2 separate regions of the Mus musculus genome follow, and region 1 is linked to region 2. A link is a contact called in public Hi-C data. All regions are on one chromosome and are shown on one strand. Each heading gives the region's core, a stretch centred on a gene start, on an enhancer-like site or on the middle of the called end of the contact. The rest is flanking DNA. Distances are from core to core; before and after follow the strand shown.

Evidence for each region. Hi-C and Micro-C count contacts between places; a contact is called where the count stands out from the background.
Region 1: a contact with region 2 is called in a Hi-C map of Th2 cells, with 1.8 times the contacts expected there. The contact joins the promoter of Zfp930 here to the enhancer-like site in region 2. A contact is called at or near these places in 1 of 39 promoter capture datasets (macrophages), 3 of 15 datasets of contacts at CTCF or cohesin (CD8 T cells, the NIH/3T3 cell line and embryonic stem cells), 10 of 484 Hi-C or Micro-C datasets (the 3T3-L1 cell line, CD4 T cells, DN3 thymocytes and 3 more), 11 of 115 datasets of contacts at active chromatin or transcription factors (CD8 T cells, the SCID.adh cell line, bone marrow-derived dendritic cells and 6 more) and 3 of 9 other capture datasets (adipose tissue, liver and pancreatic islet).

Annotation. Positions count from the first base shown.
Region 1 is chr8:69,207,627-69,210,326 of GRCm38.p6, reverse strand. Zfp930 (zinc finger protein 930) reads right to left here and starts at 1,281. Exons shown (of 4, transcript NM_001013379.2): 1 at 1,168-1,281. The coding sequence starts at 1,170. It overlaps Gm39188 (a long non-coding RNA gene), which reads left to right and starts at 1,330. Exons shown (of 2, transcript XR_870488.3): 1 at 1,330-1,468.
Region 2 is chr8:69,167,194-69,169,893 of GRCm38.p6, reverse strand. All of the region lies in intron 1 of Lzts1 (leucine zipper, putative tumor suppressor 1), which reads left to right. Among named protein-coding and RNA genes, the nearest start is that of Gm39187, 11 kb to the right of the region's middle. Within about 2 kb of position 1,298, at least 22 of the 459 cell types and tissues checked have an H3K27ac peak or open chromatin away from gene starts, as enhancers often do. A contact at or near this core is called in CD8 T cells, the SCID.adh cell line, Th2 cells and 1 more, where this site is marked.

The DNA of each region.
Region 1 (2,700 bases), core at 32-2,531, 40 kb before region 2:
ACACAACAAAGTATTCCCAGGACTATTTCTTAAGTACACCAGTATCCTGGAACAGTAGACCATTCTTCAGTGTCAGGGTCCCTAGGTGAATATGCCAGACTGAGAAAGATTATAAAAGTATAAAGGAGAAAAGATAAAAGCTGGGGTGGGAAATCATAGAGAGCACACTAAGAAGTTAGAAGAGGACTGAGCTGGGTGTTAAGCTGAGGAGCAGCTAGCTCAGGTCAGCTCTCCAGCTCAGGTCAGCGCTGTGTGTAGCAGATAATGTAGTAATGATGTGACGGCTCCTTATAACTAATAAACGCAGAGGCCCACAGCAGGCAGGCCGAGATCTTGATGCTGCTACAGTGAAGACCATACTGCTGTCTGGCTTGCTAACAAAAGGACAACTGGCTGCATCTATATAAGAGGATCCATAGAAAGCAGCCACTGCCTAAGAAGAAAACAGGACTTTTATGGCACACCAGGCCTTAATGTTGGTTACATGACCCTACCTGCTCCTTTGAGCAGCTTCTTGGTCTCCTGCCACTTCTTAAGGGCATCGGTCTAGCGGCTGTTTAAGATCAGGGTTGTCTCCTTCCTTATGGTTGGAGCCAAATGTCTAGACAATCCTGGTGAACAAACATGCGTATCTAGCACTTCATCTCTTACAGACCTCATTAATACACTATATCTTTGGGTGTTTCAGAGGCAGCCCACCTTTAGCTAAACTCTACTCTGTGTGACTTATTCTCTCCGAAGCATTGGTAAATCCTTTGCATTATCATCTCAGCAAAATAGTGGAGTGCTACCAACACATAAGATTCCATGCACAATACCCACAAAATTAACTCCAAATGTGAAATCCGAAGAACAGAAATTCTAGAGATGCTAGCTAAACTAAAACGGCAACCTGCCGTCCTCTGATGCACAAGAAGCACGGTGATGTTGGCTACAAAGATGTTTCTACGCACACACCATGTCCCCAAAGCTCTACACAGACGCTGCCCACAGGGTGAAGTTCTTCAGAGGTCACCACTTTGGTACAGGGAACTACAGAGACCGCATGGGACTTCATACAACTCCACATCTGGCCCACTAGCTTCCATCCAGTCCAAGGGTAGCCTACCAAAAGGGATGCCGAGGCTCAGCAGCCCACTTCTCCCAAGACTGCGGTCCCTTGCTCACCATAGCGTGGCTTCCAAGCTCGCGTGCACCCCTCACAGATCCTGTTACACGCAAAGAACCGCTTGCATTTTCCCAGCTTCGGAACGGAGCCTGGAGCCTGGCGCCCGGAAGAGCCCGCCTCCCCGATGACGCTCCGACTGCAGGTTCTCATTGGCTGATGAGGCCTGAGTGACAAGAGTCCCTCCTTTGGCGTTGGAGTTTAAGGAACAGCACAGAACAGTATTTCCTGTTGCAGATATTTGCATTTCAGGAGTCCTTGCTCTTGACCTGAGGTAGCTTCACTTCTATCTTTCCTTGCGTGGTAGGCACTTTCCCCTTTTCCTCCTTGACACAAGGTAGCTAGTTTAAATAGCACATTACAAAATGTGGAGTGGAGTGTTTCTCCTGTCCCACAAGTGGAAGGGTGCCCACGATATTAATAATTAAGGAGATTTTAGAAAACAAATGTTTGTTCTGTGGGTTCACGGTGAGGTCAGGTGAGCTACAGCTACGTTCTACCTGGCTGGCAAAGGTACACTGGACAATCCTGAGAGAAAACCTGGAACCACATCACAAACACAATGAAATGTGTTTCTCCCACAAGAAGGCTGGATGGTGGATCCATCCCTATAGGAGTTTTCTTCCTGAAATTCAGGTCTATCTCTTGACAAATTAACACTAATGATAAGTGTAGTCTCCACGGTAACTTGAATAATTAGAAAGAAATGGTTCGAGGAAGAATGTTGTTTATGAACACTATTCCTAACATTTTTCTGAGTTAAGGTGAGAAAACGCAGCTGTATTAGTCAAGGTTCTCTAGATGAACAGAAATGATAAAAATGAGCGTCTCTTTCCCTCTCTGTATGTAGAAAGGGGATTTATTAAAACGGCTCGCAGGCTGTGGTCCAGCTAGACCAACAAGTGCTGTCTAGCAACTAAAATTGGAAGAATCCAGTAGTTCAGTCCATGAGGCTGCGTGTCTAAGCTGGGCTTCACTGTATACCACATTTTCAAAGAAGGAGGCTCTAAAGGAATGAACTTGCTAACCAAAGATAGGGCAGAGAGAGAGAGAGAGAGAAAGAGAGAGAGAGAGAGCTTCTTTCTTCTCTATTTATGTGGACTGTCACCAGAAGGTGTGGCCCAGATTAAAGGTGGATCTTATCGCCTCAAAAGACCCAGAAGCGTCTTCCCACTTCATAAGTTTTAATTAAGAAAAATCTCTCACAGGTATATGCAACTTTTTGGGTCTTAGTTAATTTGTAGTCAGTTTGTCTACCAAGAATAGCCATCATAACAGACAAGACAGAAAAACTTGGAAATATTTCTTACCAGCAGAAAGCAGGGAAATCATTTAACAAAAATAAAAGACAGGAAGCATGGGGGTTTTCTTTAGAGAGCCTGGACACATTCGCGTAGAGTTCTGCCTGATTTGGTGGTGTTCTTAGCTCAGCGTTGGACAGGAACATATACAATTTATTTTAAAAGACAGAAGGAAATGTCTCTGGCACGTTCATCTTGTACCTCAAGGTCATAATTGAAACTCATATGTTAATT
Region 2 (2,700 bases), core at 49-2,548:
GGTTGCTCTGACCTGCTTAAGAATCAAGGCAAAGCAAGCAGGGAGAATAGGAGATGGTTTCAACTGACACCCTCTGGATCCATTCTCTCTATCATGGTGGGAAGGACTAGGGCTACTCCCTCCCTAGTCTTGAAGGAGCTTCTGGAAATTCCTTTAATTGGAAAGTGGCCCTGGAGATGCTATATTGTACTGGACAGGCAGCCTGTCGTCAGAGTTTATAGTCTATTTGCTTGTTCAGTGGTTGCTGGGCCCTCTCCTAACTTCTTCCAAACAGTACTTCCTAGTCTGTTATATTAATATCCTTCCAATACTAATCTTTATTTTAATCTAACCCCTAAAGCGTCCAAATAAAAATGTTCTCAAATTCATTTGATCACAAAAAAGATAGGAAATGAGCCCAGGGCCTTGTGAATCTGTGAATCTGGAGAAAAATATATTAAGAATTTGAGCCTCAGAAATCTCACTAATGGCTTGAGTCACCACGTCCCATATGTTAAAAAAAAAAAAAAGCCATAAATCAAACTTGAATTATGCCAGGCGTGGTGGCACATGCCTTTAATCCCAGCACTCAGGAGGCAGAGGCAGGTGGAGTTCTGAGTTCCAGGACAACCTGGTCTACAAAGTGAGTTCCAGGACAGCCAGGGCTACACAGAGAAACCTTGTCTCGAAAAACCAAGCAACCAACCAACCAACCAACCAACCAAACCAACCAAAAAACCTTGAATTATAGGTTGAATTATACCTTGTTCCCTTCGCACAAGAGTTATCCTTCAATACTTCCAAAGCCTTCTACCCAGTGAGGAGGAAAACGTTGTTCCACGTTATAGATAGGAAACAGATACCCAAAGAATTGTTGGCAGGGGTCCAAGGCTAAGAGTGAAAGTATTACAAGGGTTACAACTGACAAAGATGAGGAAGGTAAAGGAGGGCTAGGTCTGGGGTAGAGTCAGGGTAGGTTCTGCAGGGACAGGGAAACATATTGGGAAAGGGTAAGGATCAGGGTACGGATGAACAGTCCAAACCTGATACCATTGTTTGTTGGACTGTTCTTGAGTTCTGTCAACCACAGCCTGCATTTGAGGCACGACATTGACATTAGGCATAAATCCCAGAGTAATGAGTTTTCTACTGCTATCAGATGGATGGGAGGAGGTGACTGTGCCTTTGAAATGGGATAAAGTTTTTCCTTTGCATACTTCATGCTTTTTCTAGTACCAAATTCGTAAGAAGCCCAAGGCAGCGAACAGGAAATCCTGTTCCTTTGCTTGAAGTCTACTAATGCTTCACGTGGGGCATGACTTCCTGATAGCCTGGGGTCGGGGGTGGGAGATCAGCCACTGGCTTCCTGAGCTGGAGAAGGGGAGGTTTGCAGGCAGCGTTTTCAGCAGGGACTCTTATCAATATCCACGTCTTGGTTCTTTGGTAGGCAGTGATGAAAGGATTACTGTTGTGTGGGGAAGGAGGAGACAGGAAGACAGTCCTGTACCTATTCTGCTGAGCTGCCAGTCCAGACAGATACTTCCCTCCCTTTTTGGGGGGACGAAGTTAGCTAGGTATGGAAACAATTGAGCCCTGAGGCCAGAGAGAGAGATGGGAGTTGTGGTCTAAGCTGATACCACATGGAGGTGTGCCAAACACACACCTTGCTTATGTGAGCACAGGGTGCCTATGCCTCAGGGGTGGGATGATAGCCTAAGCAGGAGAAAGGAGCTATCATAATAGACATTTATCAACCTCTGCCTGCTCTTCTGGGTAAATGCCCCAAAGATGGTATGGATTGAGCTAAGTAGGTAATAAAAGTCAAGAGTTGGGGCTCAGAGGAAGAACATTTTTGCCTGGGGCTACATCCCTAGCTGTATAGAGAGGTACAGATATCCAGGCTAAGCTTAGGAGGTCTGTTAGAGCCTGAGTGGAAAGAGCAAATGTGAGGGAGGGAAAGTGTAAGTGAATGAGTGATGGAACTTTGTCTCTAACTGCCACTCATAGCAGAGCATGCTCAGAACTATGGACTCCAGCCCTGTACTGACTGCCAAAACATAGTTCAAGTCTCTGCCTTTGGTAGCTCCAAGCCCGGTGAGGATCTGAGTTAGATGTAAACAGAAACACAAGAGATAATGTGTAGGAACTTAAGAGACATGTGCAAGTCATGAGTGACAAATATTGATATTGTCTTGAACATTTATCAAGACATGGTGGCTTTAGCTAAGTATGGTGGCATTGTCTTGTTATCCTGGCACTCAGAAGGAAGAGACCGGAGGCGCAGGAAGTTTAATGTCTTTCTCAGCTACCACTGAGTTTGAGGCCAACCTGGTCTACCTGAGATCCTCTTTCAAAATGAAAACAAAGGAGGCCATAGCTTTAAAGTTACCCCAGAAACCGGTCTACAATGAATGAATGAATGAATAAATTTAAAGTGTATGTACACTAGAAGAGAGTGTCAGATCCCATAGGACTATAGTTACTGATGGTTATAAGGTGCCTTGTGAATGCTGAGAATTGAACTTAGGACCTCTGGAAAAGCAGCTAGTGCTGTTAACTCCTGACCTGGGGAATGGTGGCTTTTCTCTCTCTCACAGCAGCATAATCACACCATGCATTTCTTTGTAGTTGCTCATGCTGCTGAATATGAGAGCCACTCTGCTGTTTTCCTTACTCTCTGCTCTATGGATGTTACCCATCTACTAGTAGCAGCATTTGAAG